Regions from separate parts of the Mus musculus genome. Here region 2 is linked to region 1. The links are chromatin contacts, called in public promoter capture Hi-C maps. All regions are on one chromosome and are shown on one strand. The core of a region is the stretch at or near the end of the contact, and the rest is flanking DNA. Distances in the headings are between cores, read along the strand shown. Region 1 holds the start of Spata18 (spermatogenesis associated 18). Region 2 holds the start of Dancr (differentiation antagonizing non-protein coding RNA).

The links. Promoter capture Hi-C pulls out the DNA fragments that hold promoters and counts their contacts.
Region 2: a contact with region 1 is called in a promoter capture Hi-C map of pre-B cells, with 2.3 times the contacts expected there. The contact joins the promoter of Dancr here to the promoter of Spata18 in region 1. A contact is called at or near these places in 1 of 39 promoter capture datasets (pre-B cells), 6 of 115 datasets of contacts at active chromatin or transcription factors (acute myeloid leukemia, astrocytes, embryonic stem cells and 3 more) and 1 of 9 other capture datasets (embryonic stem cells).

What each region holds. Positions count from the first base shown.
Region 1 is chr5:73,648,148-73,655,711 of GRCm38.p6, reverse strand. Spata18 (spermatogenesis associated 18) reads right to left here and starts at 4,332. Exons shown (of 13, transcript NM_178387.3): 1 at 4,040-4,332. The coding sequence starts at 4,126. Gm34902 (a long non-coding RNA gene) reads left to right here and starts at 3,858. Exons shown (of 2, transcript XR_377025.3): 1 at 3,858-3,939; 2 at 4,244-4,732.
Region 2 is chr5:74,088,977-74,096,540 of GRCm38.p6, reverse strand. It overlaps Dancr (differentiation antagonizing non-protein coding RNA), which reads right to left and starts at 3,481. Exons shown (of 1, transcript NR_145133.1): 1 at 2,204-3,481. It overlaps Snora26 (small nucleolar RNA, H/ACA box 26), which reads right to left and starts at 3,011; the gene lies at 2,891-3,011.

The DNA.
Region 1 (7,564 bases), core at 3,083-5,582:
GTAGGCAGAAACTAGGAGCTGAACGAAAGCAGCTCTGGGGATGAGGAAGGGAAAGAGAAATGGGGTGAGGAAAAGGGGAGACAGGGGAGGGCATCTCAAGAGACATGTCAGACTGACTCTAGAGGAGAGGTAGAGTATGTGTACGACATCGACTGGGTGTTGGGATGGAGTAGGAGAGTAAGTCTGAAGGGGAGGTCAGGCTGGCAGATGTTGAAGAATGTAGCCATGGACTCCATCATTAACCATATCTATATTAACCAAGATCCCATTGATGCTTAGCATTACATAAGGACAATGAGTTTGGCTTTGGTGGTTCAGGGTCCCAACAGGACCCTCAGATGGAAACAGAAATGTCTTATGAGAGTCTCTAGCAGAGCCTCTATTCCCTCTCAACACATATACCTTACAGGATAATCCTCAAAATAACCCAATACCTTGGCTACCTTTACCACCAGAGACTCAACAAAGTAGGAAAGTGAAGTTAGGTCATTTGAAGAGAGGATAGCTCAACTGGGCACAAGCTCAGCATTCAAGAGATGCTTCCTACCACAACTCAAGAGGAAGGATTGGGGGTGTGGCTTTGTATGGGAGAGAGTGGAAGCCCATGGAAGTGAGCTCACAGGGAAGAAACAAGATGGGGAGAGCACGCTCAGGTCAAGAAGGAGGACCATCTTGCTGGGGCAGAAGTGGGGTGAGGAAGAAAGGACAGTAAAGAGCAAAACAGAAGAAAAAGAAGAAGAAGAAGAAGAAGGAGGAGGAGGAGGAGGAGGAGGAGGAGGAGGAGGAGGAGGAAGAAGAAGAGGAAGAGGAAGAGGAGGAGGAGGAGGAGGGGGGGGAGATGAAGACAGAGAAGCAGAGGGTGGTTCTGAAAAAGGAAGAGGTCTCCACTATGCTGTATCATGTACTTGCCCTCTCTGCCGCTCCTCAGCTGCCTGATGATAAGACTGGAACCATAGCACTATGGTCATATGACATTTCTCTTACTAGCACCCCTATACAATATGTTCTCTACAAGTTTAGTGCTTAGATTGCCTCCTTAAGACCGTGTTAGTCTACTGACTAGGGAGTGGATAAAATGGGCAAGGAATCTGTTGGAATACACCATAGCAACATTGACAGACATCAACCACAAATTCTATACCAAACATAAGGCACACCTCAGTAAAATCTCCTTTTGTGTGGTGATATTTAATACCATGTTTTTAACACTTATCTTTAATGTAAGAGAAGAGCAATACAGAGAGAACTCCTCTTATATTACCAGCTTTCCCATCAGCCTCACTCATAAATTAAATATCCCAATCTTTCTTGGGGCTAGGGCCCCATTGAGAGAATGTGTGCCTGCCATGCAAAAAGCCCTGCCTCTATCACTAGCAGCTCATAAACTGTGCATAATGGCTCACATATGTAATCCCAGGGCATGAATGGGGGAAAACAGGCAAATTAGAAATTCAAGTTCATTTCTAGCTACATAATTAACTTCGAGGCCAGCCTGGGCTACATGTCCTTTTGTTAAAACAAACAAACAAAAAAATTTTTTTCTGAATTATAATGTCCTTGTATGTATTATTTTACTTTTAAAAATATCATTTATAGCAAGATATGGTGGTGTATGCCTGTAAACTCAGCACACTCAAGAGGCTGAGGCAGAGTGATTGCAAGTTAGAGGCTAACCCAGGATATAACAAGATCCTGTCTCACAAAACAAAACAAAACAAAACAAAACAACTTGTCATCTATCCTATCTTGAGGATCTGCTATCAAGGATAGCATATTTACCATTTGCTACTATAATTATAGAACACACTTCTTCAGAGTCAAGTCTTGGCAGAAATAATTCAGGTTAACTCCTTAGTCCACAGGACTTTGAGGGAAAATGGAAGTATCTCAGAAGGAGGAGGGATTCAGGCCAGGGCTGACCTACTGAAGGTACTCTAATGTAAGGTGAATTTCACATGACATCTTCAAGCAGTAATTGTCATTAGAATTCAGGTCTGCACATAAGGTGATTCATGCCTTTTGCAGAAGTGGCCAATAAAATATACAGATGTACCATAAATTTCAGGTGGTTAAACTACATGCTCTCACATGAACCTTAAGGGTCATTCTTGATGTCTTTCATCTTGTCTGCTTAATATGTCAGGCTGATTCATTCGTACATTCTGTTGCCTCAAGTATCACCTAGCTCCAAACCCTTTTTCTAGAGATTCCCATTTCCCCATCATAAGACAACTAGAACGGCCTGTATACACCTAATCCTAAGTGGTTTTCTTTCTGCATTATGCTCTCAGAGTCCCTTTCTGGCCCTCAAACAAAGGCTGAACTCCCAAACACACCCCTCAAAGCTCTCTGGTATCTGCCCCCAACCCCCCACCTTCTCAGCTTCATCAGGTGTCGATCCTCCCAGCCCCCACCAATCCTAAATCTTGCACATGAGGCTTCCTCTACCCTTCCTTTTCTTCTGCAGATTGAGGCTCATCATTAAGATTCAGCTCCATTAGGGATGGACAGATGGCTTCACTGGCTGCTCTAGTGAAGACCCTGGTTCGGTTCTCAGCACTTACAGGACAGCTCACAGCCATCTCTAACTCTAGTTTCAAGGGACCTGGTGTCCTCTTCTGATCTCTGCAAGCACTGCACAGGTGATAGATACACAGGCAAAACACCCATGCACATAAAATAAATGTTTTTAATTAAAAATATAGCTTCCAGTGCTAATAATCCCCACATCTAGTACAGAAGGCACACCATATGCTCTGAAAAGAAAAGAAGCCTGTCTCAGAGCACAGTGGTGAGTGCAGCAGTGGGGCTCCTCAAATCAAGGCTGAGATGAAGAGGGCCAGAGAAGGAACTTCATGCAGCAAAGCTAACTCAGGTATTAGCCCGAATCATCCTTAGTTGGGAAAACTTGAAAGTGTGCATTGTGTTTAGAGTTAATCTGAGCCATTTACACACTTTCTTTTAAAGTTTCCTACTGGGGAATGGCTTTAACTGTGTTCATGATTCTAAAGGATTATACGTGACTTTTTTTTTTTTTAAAGTTAATTCTAGCTAAGCCAATAGGAGTATACACTGCAAAATTAACCTTCCAAACCAACACAGTTTACAGCTTTTTAATAAATATAGTCTTCTACAACTAACATTATTAACAACTAGAGTTTGCTGTAGGGAATACAGATCTTAAGGTTTAAGTCAAGATTCCCTAGTACTAATAAAAACCTCTTTGGGGGATTACAGGACTGTGCTTAGCAACGGATCCAAATCGAAACTACACTTAACAAGATATGGGATACGTTCAGATGTAAATTCAGAAACAAGATGATCTACATTATTTAAAAATGAGATCTAGAAAGTAAGTTTACATATTGTTTAATCCAATCCCAACAATGGAACAGATAAGATGCTGAGACCCAGTGTGGCTAGGAAACGTTATTTGGCTAGTTGTAGCCACATAGAGATGGAGAACCTAACCGTCACTTTCCTGACTGCTCCCCGCCTGGGTAAAACTCAGAGCCTCCTCTTGAAGACACTTCCATCGAAGAGAGCCAAGTTCAACATGCAGCTGTTGAAACACCGCTGAAGTGGCATTCATGAAGTTTGGAGTGTGCTTCTGAGTGTGACAGTGTGCTGGTGACACAGTAATTTCTTACAAAAGCCTTGCCAGCACCTCCTGGAAGTTGCCCTGCTACCCTAATAGCCATGCTGACCAGCGGGCAAACAAAAAGTGCAACCTTTACAAGTGCCCCTTTTCCTTAATAGCACCCAGGTGTAGGGAAAGTTCACTCCGGGAATCCCTAAAAAGGGAAGGAGGGGGGAAGGTCCTGAGAATGGGAGTGGCTGGCAGCTCTAAGCTACCCTTCTGTTGCTAGGGCCGCGGGTGTCCAAGGTTACCGAATACTGGTTAGCGCTACGGCTGGAGTCACCCCACCACCGATAAAGGTGGGGCTTTCTTCTTTGACCTGGGTAGGAGTCTGAGATCCCCGTTAGGGTCCCAAGAGCGGTGGGGTTGTGAGCCCTAGGATCTCCCACCCTGACTCACGTTGTAGTCGTTCACCCAGTAGGTGACTTTATCCTGCAGTGCTTGTAAAGATTCGCTTTTGGCCAGCTTCTTCAGGCTTTCTGCCATCGCGCGCTTTTTCGCGCTTCCGACTCCGGGAGATCTAGTAGTAGAGGGGACGAGGGAGTGGGTGGCTTAGGCTGAACGACGGGGTGATGTAGCTTAAGGATGTTATCTTCCACACAGGCTCAGAACGCGGCTGGAGTGTCCATCCTCCCCCTCGGGTCGGACCGGGCAGGTCCCCCCTGCCCGGCGCGCTGTTCTGGCTCCCCCGCAGCCGCCTGCCGACCAGGCCATAAATACCCCGGCGATTATTAAACAAACCTTGACGTGGCGGCCGGCTGCCAGGGACCCGGGGCTAGCGTCGGAGCAACGCCCCGCCCCCCACTCCTCGCTCCCAGCCTGGGGACCTTGGGGACCCACCCCTACCGCGACCTCCTCCCACCCAGCGCCGTGGCGTAACGGGCCCGAGGCGAAGGCACAGAAGCGTCGAAACTCCGACTTGTGCTACCCTCTGGAGGACACCCAGACCCTGGGGTGGGGGGCTGCTGTGGGACCCTGCGCTGGGAACCGCAGGGCACCTAACCCGGGGCTGCACCCCGTACTGGGTGGCAGTGCGTACGTAGGAAAGCAAGTTAACTTCATGAAAATTTTGAGTAGACTTTTTGGCAACCACTTCCTTGGCCCTTTCTTTATTCCTCCACCCATAGTGCCTTTAATTCTCCATTTGTGAAATTGGGACTCCAATGTCCGTTTTTTACTACTTTCATTTTGGGCTTTGTGCCCTCCTCCTCCTCCGTGGGTCTGTCCGTTGGTTTGTACTGTACAGAAAGACACACACTACCGGGCGGGATCCTCGCCCTGACTTCCAGGTCTTCCTCAGCACGATCAGGTGCAAGCCTGTGTTGTGTGGGAAGTGGGGGTGGGCGGGTGCCATGACACTCGTGTCTTACTGTTCGCTGTGTCAGGGACCTGTATTGCTGTTCAGAGGAAATCTAGCCTCTGTTCCATTTGCACGAAATTGCTTTTTAAAACGGAGTTGCTAGGATTTACCAGTCCGAGAAGTGGTTGTCATGCAAGCTCGAGGTCCTGAGTGGATCCACAGGAGACATGGGGAGGTTTTGGGGGTTGTTTTGTTTGGGTTTCTTGTTTGTTTGTTTGTTTTAAATCCGGGCACTGACACAGGAGATTCCCTGGGACTGATGGCCAATTGGTCTAGATGATTCCTGAGCTCTCTGTTCAGGCAGAGATCCTGTATCAAGAAAATAAGGTGAAGAGATTAAAACAATATCTGGCCTCCACACAAGTACAGAGAAAGGGGGAAGGGGAGGGGAGCGGAAGAAAGAGGAGGGGAGGGGAAGGAGAGGAAGAAAGAGGAGAGGGGAGGGGAGAGGGAGGAGAGGGGAAGTGAAGGAAGGAAAGGGGAGGGAGGGGAAGGAGAGGAGAGGGAGGGAGGAGAGAAAGGAGAGAGGAGAGGAGGAAAGGAGAGGGGAGAGGGGAGGGGGGAAGGAGGAAGGGAAGGGAGAAAATTATGGTAAAAGCAGAATAATGCAAGATAAAATCCTGAATATCAAATGGGTGTCATAGTGAACTGGTATAATTCCCGTTAAAATAAGACTGCTGTGAGAATTAGAGACATTGCAAGCACACAGCACCCTCCAAATGCATCAGAAGGGAAAAAACTTCAAAACATCATTAGACATGACGAACACTACCCTTGTGGTTAATTCTGTGAATTGGTTCTCATTTTAAAAAATCATTTATTTATTTATTTATTTATTTATTTATTTATGCTCCGTATTTTATACCCCTCCCGGTCCACCCTTTGACTGTTCCACACCCCACACTTCCTCCCCAGCCCCACCCCTGTCTCCACGAAGATGTCCCTACCCTCTCCCTCCCCAACCCCACCAGACCTCTAAACTCCCTGGTGCCTCCAGTCTCTCGAAGGTTAGGTGCATCTTCTCTGACTAAACCGGGACCCAGCAGTCCTCTGCTGTATATGTGTTGGGGGCCTCATATCAGCTAGCATATGCTGTTTGGTGGTCCAGTGTCTGAGAGATCTTGGGGGTCCAGGTTAGTTGAGACTGCTGGTCCTCCTACAGGGTCACCCTCCTCCTCAGCTTCTTCCAGCTTTTCCTTAATTCAACCACAGGGGTCAGCAGCTTCTGTCCATTGATTGGTTGGGTGCAAATATCTGCCTCTGACTCTTTCAGCCGCTTGTTGGGTTTTTCGGAGGGCAGTCATGCTGGGTCGGAGGGATGGCTCAGAGGTTAAGAGCATTGGCTGTTCTTGCAGAGGACCTGAGTTTGGTTCCCTACACATGTTTGGTGGCTCATAACTGTAACTCCAGTCCTAGGGGGTCTAACAGCCTCTTCTGACCTCCACCAGCACCAGGCATGCAGGTGGTACATATACATATCTGCAGGGAAAACATTCATACACGTATAATATCAAATCTTAGAAAACAACAGCAGCCAGAAGAAGACACATTGGCAATGAGAACAAGTGGGTGACCTGTCAGTAACACCTCAGCAACGAGGAATCCAAGGAGAAGAGACCCATCTTCAGACAGTCAAGGTCCATCTGACTTCAGAAAAATCCATTATTAAAGTACCTATGTGGAGACATGTTAAAAAAAAAAAAAAAGCAAGGTGGGGCTTCTTATCTGCTTAGAATCTGGAGTGCCAGGCAGCTCTGGAAGACATTTAATAAGTTCCATTATTGTGAGTGATTGAGACTGACACAAGGTTAGAAACAGAGTAGCGCTAATCAGAGTATGGGGGCTCTGAAGAGAATGTGACATTTGGTGGGTTCTTGGGGGACACAAAGGAGTATAGCTGTCAGAGAAAAAGGAAACGACTTGAGCATAGTGAATAGTGAGGCACAGGAACCCAGGAGCAGTCAAAAGCCTTATTGTCAAAGTTGATAAATGGGACCAGAGCCAAGCTATTACCCAGACACCGCCGACTTTCAAACCTGTGGGTTGTGATTTACATAGTCTTCCTGACTAAAACGCAGGTTCGTCCCAGTGATAGAGCCAGGCAGTTTTAGCAGTTGGGGAAGAAGACAGGACCAGGCAAATGACCACATAGATACAGCTTATATCCGAAATCAGGCATGAGAGAGGGGGAAGGTTGGGAGACATTTGCTGTGTGTCAGAGTATTTAACTCCACAGCCAGCCAGCCATCAGAAGTAGGCGAAGCAGGGAAGCTGAGTTAGAAAAGCAAAATGACCCAGTACCTGGAGAGAAAAAGCTGAATCAGACATCTCCCTTGGGTGGCCTAGGGTAGTTTGTAGAAACTACTCATCATCTGAGGAGTTCTTGAACTTAGGATGCTACTCATTCTATTGTTTTCAACTTAATCAGTGCAGAGAGCAACCAATGTGCACCTGACTGTCTCCTGGTGCTCACTGTGAGTCAAGTTAGGTTCCTAAGGACCTAATATAGTCTCCAATATTAAATGGACAATCTGCCTCTAATGCCTCAAAGAAAGTGCCAGACT
Region 2 (7,564 bases), core at 2,232-4,731, 440 kb before region 1:
AAAAGACAGGAGACAGACATCAGCATGCACTTTATTTTAAAACTAACTCTATCAATCTCTGGTATTTGAGGTTCCCAGTGAGTTCCAACCGAAATACTGTTAACTTGAAACTAGTTCATTCTTAAGTGCTTGTGCATGTTTTGCATTTACCTTGGCTGTCCTTGAACTCACAGATGCCTTAGTATTGTGAATAAAGGTGTGTGCAAGCACATCTGGCTCACACTTGCTAGCTCATATTAAATGTATGGCCCAAGGTCAGTTTTTAGGACACTTATTAGATTCTGTGTGGTTTGTGGTGCTGTCTGCCTTGTGGCATTTCAACTACCCTCTTCACTGCACAACTAGGGAAATGTAGATATCCTTTAGCAGAAGGGAAAATGAAGGCTGAGGTGGTATGTATGGGCCCTAAGCCTGCAACTTCCCACAGGTTGTCTGCTCTAATCCTTCATGAGCAGCTTCAGAAATCAGCCATAGTAGTACTGGCTGTAACTTGGTTCATCTAACAGTGTTTCAATCTGTGGGTCCAGATCCCCTTGGGGTCACAGATCATATCCTGCATATCAGATATTTACATTGTAATTGTAACAGTAACAAACTTGGTTATGAAGTAGCAATGAATTATGGCTAGGGGGTCCCAACATCAGGAACTTATTAAAGAGGTCCCAACTGTATTAGGAAGGCTGAGAAGCACTGGTAGTGCCTGATGACTTTGTTACACCTCCAGAGCCCTTATCAATGCAGTCAGCGACAGCATTTATATAAAATCAGAGGCACACCAACAGGTGAAAGTAGCTGCAAAGTTAAACTCACTTCTGGAAAAACTGTCTCTCATTGATGATTTTTGCGGAGGCCAAAGCAAATTGAAGAACCTGTAACTTGGGCATACATTCAGGGCCATTGTTCTCAGGGAAATGTCAACATGTAATACATATTGAACATCTTACATTGGCTTCATGGGTGCATGGATCTAAGGACTATGAGGACCAGTGAGTTTAAAACTACTACTCCCCTTTATGCCCTCTACCCCTGCAAATTACAACTTCATTTGTAATATTCCAACTTCAAATGGACTTAATTTTGAATACATACACACTCAAAACCTAGCATATACCTATTTCCTTTCCTGTCTTGTGTTGTAAAACTGCAACCTAAGCACTGAAATTGCAACCTAAAAGCATACACGAGGTAGCTTTGGCATTTTTAAGACTTTCCGTGTTTGATTACATGTATGCATGGGCACTCCAAGCTTTCCTGGTGTCACACTCCCTAGAGGTTGTGAGCCTCCGTGAGTGCTGGGAACCAAACCCAGGCCCTCTGCAATAGCAAGTGGTCCCTAAGTGGCGAGCCAGCTCTCCAGTCTATTTTGAATTTTTCTAAATTATACATTTCGATTAAATGTAGCCTGTGTCCTTTTTCGGGCTAGTGCAGGTGTTAGCAGGTAGTTTTAGACTCCTGCTCATCTTACTGATGTTCCACTGGCCCAATTAAAAGCAGGGTGTGATGGTAATGTCCCATCCTCCAGCTTCCTCTGCCCATACCCCGCTTAAGATTTTGTCATCATGGAGGCACATCTACAGGCTGCTCACTTAAAAAAGACCAAGATGTTTACAGAGTAGCTTATAATAGCTACCAGCAACCTTATAGTAACAGAAACCTGTACTGCGCTGTCCCTGGCCACATGTGGCTACTGAGTACTCTCAGTACTCAGTACAATGTAGCCAATATGATTATAGCCGAACTGTGCTGCAGTTTTGTCTACTTTGGTCAGAGAACTTTAAGGCTATTGTGTAAATAGAAACAATTGATATTTCAGACTCAATTGTAACAGTTTCCATTGTCTCCCTGCATACTCACACAACTTTGTATCCTTGAAGGTGGCTTCTTTTAAAATGAAACCACTTCTGAAAATTAAAAGGCCCAGGTAAAGGCGCCATGCAGCCTAAGGACAAGTTATATCCCTAGCATCACACACACAAGGCCTAGATGAATATAAATCGTGGGTTCAATAGGCACCAAACAGAAGCTTGGAAAACAATTGAAAAACAATGCTAAGAAATAACCTTACAGCTAGCAGTGGCTGGCACCAGGCCTGACAGCCTGAGTTTGATCCTAGGGACGCACGCACATGGTGTTAGGACAAATTGCTCCAAGTGGTTCTGACCCCCCCCCCCCTCCCCAGTAATAAGAACAAGTGAACAAGCCATAGAATTGACACAGGAAGCCTTTATTAAAGATTATGGAAAATTACTCATAGGCAACAATATACAGGTTAACACACCTCAATTGCTAGCACGTGACTGGTTACTAGCAAAGAACTTGTCCTAACGAAGTCCAGATACATTCTAATGATCTAGCATGAAATCTTTGCATCTTTAAAACGGCGAGCATGTCATAGCCATGCAGATCTGATTCTAGGGCAGTGGGACATGAAGAAGGGGTGGGGCAGGATCCTAGTACATTGATTAAAATCTTTAGCAAACTACCTTCAGGGTAATCAGTTACAAGGCCATTCAAGGAAACTCACATGGCCCTCACTTCACCTATTTCAGCTTCGATACTAATCCTAAAGTGGAATACAGGCAAACCTGGTCACTACATGCAAGAGTACTTCACCTTGGAGCCATTCAGTCACGGGTTTCTTGTAGTTTTCAACCTATGAAAGAATAAAAATGTTTCACATAAGTGGAACATACTCAACTATATCCTTTCCAGCTGACCTAAAATCTCACTTCTAGAAAAGCAAATGTATTCTTGTCTTCTGAACTTTCTCCTCCAACCAAATTAAACCAGGTAGGCTACGTTTTCTTTTCTTTAAAATCCTATATCACTACCTAGCAATCGCCAGAACCTAAAATGCGCACATTCAAGTTTTAAATGAAGCTTTTGGTTCATTTGTGACTCCAGACAGGATCCAAAGAGGAGGTGTAGTTTTCCTCTCTGGGTTTTATGGAGAGTTCCTTTACCCTTCTGTGTTAGCCTCTTAAAGTACTGCGACAACCTTAAAAGGGCACAGGAAAGGGCGACTGGGGAGGCCCGGCGCAGCTCAACAAAGACAGGCCTGGAACCTCCGTCTTCTCGGCCACGTGGCCAGGGCCTGCCTCCGATCAATGCCGGGACGTACCTGCGCTTGTGTCCGAGGCAGCAGCACGGCTGGGCAGTGGGGACCGGCTCGGGTGGATCGGCCTGCAGAGGGAAAGGGCGGTGGTCAGGGTGCCCGGGTCGGACGGCACAGAGGACTTTGTGTCTCGCGCAGCCCCGGGCTGGACACTGCCGCCCGCCCCGCGGGCCGCTGAGAACTGCTCTACCCCTCCGTTCTGGCCGCCGGGAGCAGCTGAGCTCGGGGCGGGCAAAGCTCGAGGGGACACGGGGACATCCTGACACCCTCCCACGAGGACACTCACCACCAAGGCCGGGACCGAAAGACCGAGCCGCTGCGCGCTGCGTTAATACAGCCATCCGGGAGAGGGGCGGAGCTGCCCCCCCCCCCCGAGACCTGCAACCAATCAGAGGGCCGCTTGGAGGGGGCAGAACAGGAAAAGGAGAGCAGCCAATCGTCAGAAGGATTGTAGGCGTGGCTGGTATGGGAAGCCAATCGTCGGGACGTTTCGGACCCGGTAGGGTGGGGCCGTTGACTTCCAGCAGCAGGTTCTCCACCCACTGCGGTGTTGGAAGCGTTGAGGCTGTGCTCAGTGGAAACCTTCCTTTCCTGAAGCTATGCCGGTGCTAGGTGTGTTCCGACTTAGATCCCTTCTTGTTCAGCTAGTTCACTCCCAGGGCCCCTCCTTAACCCTGAGAGGAGCTGCCTTTTTCTGTGTTCCTGGAGAGTAATATCAAGGAGAAATGTTGCTGGAGATGTGAGGCAGTTAGTTCTCAACAGAGCTCTACCACAGAGCTACCTCCTCAGCCCGTACCATTAATTTTGAGTCAGAGTCTCTCTTAGGTGCCCACACTGCTTTCTAACTTACTGTGTAGCTAGTTCAGGGTATTCATCAAACTTGTTATCCTCAGTGCTACGTGCTAGGATTGCTGGCATGCATGCCACTCTCCACCTAGGCTATACCTTTGTCTTGTTTTTAGTGGTCCTGGGTTAAAAGTAGAGCCTGGCGTCTCAGATCCCAAACCCTTTTATTACTTTGAAACTAGGTCTCACTAAATTTCCCAGACAAGACTGGAACTTTCCGTCCTTCTGCCTCAGCTTCCTGAGTAGAAGGGACGACAAATTTTCACCACCAGGCCTGGATATGTGCTTAACTTATTTTAATGAGAATTTCCACGGTCTGAGATGATTTTATTGGCAAGGTTTTTAAAATAATAATAATAATAATAATAATAATAATAAAATTATTTTTTTAATTTGAAGAAATTAAATTTCCAAACTTATATTAAAACTAAAAATGTTCAAAGAGCCACGTGCCTGCGTTCTTCTCTCGGCTAAAAGCCAGCCATTCATTCCAGACCTGGCGCATCTATCGTCTTGGTCTGTTGGGGGAGGGGGGGTATTTTAAAGCAAATCTCAAGCTTGGTTTGTTTCACCTCTTAATATTTCAGTATTTATTTCAAAAGAAAAGAGGCCATCTTGCCTGAGGACAATGCCAATGTGATTGCTAGAATAAACAGCCGCTCCAAGTTCACAGCAAGACTATTCTGATACAATGTTACTTTACAATGAGTTCGTTTGAATAAGGACTCTAAGTCTATTCATCATGCTCGCCTGTGTTTCTTTACAGCCACTTTTAGTCTAGATAAAAAAAATGATGACCTGCTTTGTCAACTTGCTTTGACTTTTTAGATAACTTTTTGAGATTGAACCCAAGTGTTATAGGTCACCCTTTTAAGTGTACAAATCGGTGTTTTTAAATATTCCTCAAGGTTTTATAATCATCTCCATTGTCTACTCCCAGATCATTTTGCAGTCAGCGTCTTATTGGAAAAAGAAGCCCCATGGGGCTGGAGAGATGGCTCAGCAGTTAAGAGCACTTGCTTCTCTTGCGGTTCCTCGCACCCACTACCTGCAACGCCAGGCTCCAGCTCCACAGTCCCCTTTGGACAACAACAAGTTCACACAAACACACACACATAACAGTAAATAATAATACATTTTTTTTTTAAATTGGAAACCGTCTCTTCTAGATTTTTTGTAGGCATGGAATCACACATGTGACCTTTTTTGTTGTTGTTATTTTGAGATAGGGTTTCTCTGTGTAATCCTGACTGTCCTGAAACTTGCTTTTTAGACCAGGCTGTCCTTGAACTCACAGAGATCCTTCTGCCTTGGCCTCCTGAGTGCTGAGATTAAAGGCGTGCCCCCACCACTGCCAGGTCATACTTGGTTCTTTTAAAACTAGATTTTCTTCATTTGAAACTTGCTTTTAAGCTTTTTTCATGTTGTGTCATGCAACATGTCTTATAAGGAACAGCAATCTGTTTAGCCATTCTTCCGACTTTGTGTAGTCTGTTATCTGGATCCTGTAGTCCTGGGTAACTTTGAATCCCTCGAATGTAGCCACAGCTAGCCTTGACCCCCTGATCTTCCTGCTTGCAGGGATTACAGGCAGACACAGACAACCACACTCTAGTTTTTAACTCTAGAGACCAGACCATTCCTCAGAAGTTTGCCTCTTATAGGGTTTGACTGATTATTTATTTATTTATGCTGTTATTATTTTTGTTTTTCACATAAACTTGAGAGAAATGTCATGTTCTTGAAGGTTTGACTGTTAAACTTTAGTGCAAGAAATGAATCCCCTGGTCTACTTGCTAGAGGTCCAGAGTTCCAGGCTGCCGGGCGGTGGTGGCGCACGCCTTTAATCCCAGCACTTGGGAGGCAGAGACAGGTGGATTTCTGAGTTCGAGGCCAGCCTGGTCTACAAAGTGAGTTCCAGGACAGCCAAGACTACAGAGAAACCCTGTCTCGAAAAACCAAAAACAATGCCGGGCATGGTGGCGCACGCCTTTAATCCCAGTACTTGGGAGGCAGAGGCAGGCAGATTTCTGAGTTCAAGGCTAGCCTGGTCTACAGAGTGAGTTCCAGGACAGCCAGGGCTATACAGAGAAACCCTGTCTCAAAAAAACAAAAACACAAAAACAAAAACAAAACAAACAAACAAACAAAAAAAACCAAACAGAGTTCCAGACCATATTACCAGACAGTGGTTAAACAGGAAAAAAAAAAAAGATTTATTTTTATTTTTTATGTGGGGGCATTTTGCCTGCTTGTCAGTCTGTGTACCATGAGTGTGCCTGATGGCCAGGAGGCCAGAGAGGGTATCAGATTACCAGATGGCTGCTGGGTGGCACCTTGGGTTTTCTAGAAGAGCAAACAGTACTCTTAAGTGCTGAGCCATTTCTCAAGTCCTGGAGAGTGACTTTAAATGCTCTCTGGGGGAGCCTGGTACTCTGCATCTTTAACACACCAGTTGCTCGGTTCTCAAATACTGAACATAGTTTGGACACTTATAAAAACACTATTTAAAAAAATTCCTAAGTGTCCCTAAATTTTGACTCTAGCAGAACTTAGCATTACATAGGAAATGCCAAACAAACATCTGTCCGGTCTCTAATACTTTTAAAACATAAATTTGCGAATACCACTTTTAGAATTACTACAAAAGGGCCTAAGCTCGGAGGTAAAGCTGGGCTTTGAAAGAATGCTGGCCAGGAGAATTCTGTGTGGTGTTTATTAACCTCCCTGCTCTGAGCCAAGTTAGCTTTATAGGTGATGAAAGCCAGAGGGCCTCTAATAACTAATCTATTGTACATGTCTTTTAGCATTGACCTCTATATTTACAAATGCAGTCTGATTAGTTAGATAAGGGAAATTGATTTTATTGGGAAGGGGGAGAGCTACAGTGGACTTGTGGGTGTCAGACAGGGCAACTCTGGGGAGTTGGCTCTCCTCTTCCACTTTGGGGTTCAGGGACCTAAGTCGGCTCACCAGGCTTGGCTATAAAAGCGTGTGCTTGCTAACTAGGCCTTTCTCTCCAGCGCAACTGTGAGGAACCTGAAATACTGACTCTGATACCACTTTGGTTTTGTTCTTGTTTTGATTTTTAGGTTTATTTATTTATTTATTTATTTAGTATATAGCAGGCCAGAAGAGGGCACCAAATCTGATTATAGGTGGTTCTTTTAGGGGGCTGTAGTGGGTTGAATGAGAATGGCTGCCATAGACCCTTGTTTGAATGCTTGATCACCAGTTGGTAGAACTGTTTGGGAAGGATTAGGAGGTGTGGCCTTGTTGGAGGAGGTGTGTCACTGAGGGCTTTGTGGTTTTGAGGTCCCAGAAGCCCACAAAATTCCCCTGGACTGTTTCTTTGCCTTGTGCTTGTTGTCTCAACACTAGCTTTCAGTTATTTCTCCAGTGTCATGCATGTGTACTTACCGGCAAGCTGCCTTCCATGACGGCTGAACCGTGAGCTTCCAAATTAAATGCTTTCTTTTATAAGTTGCATTGGCCATGGTGTCTTGTTGCAGCCATAGAAAAGTAACTAAGACAGGATCTTTAAGAAAACAAGATATGAAAATTCTTGCTAGTGTATGCAATGGTGTCAGCATTTGGGGGCTG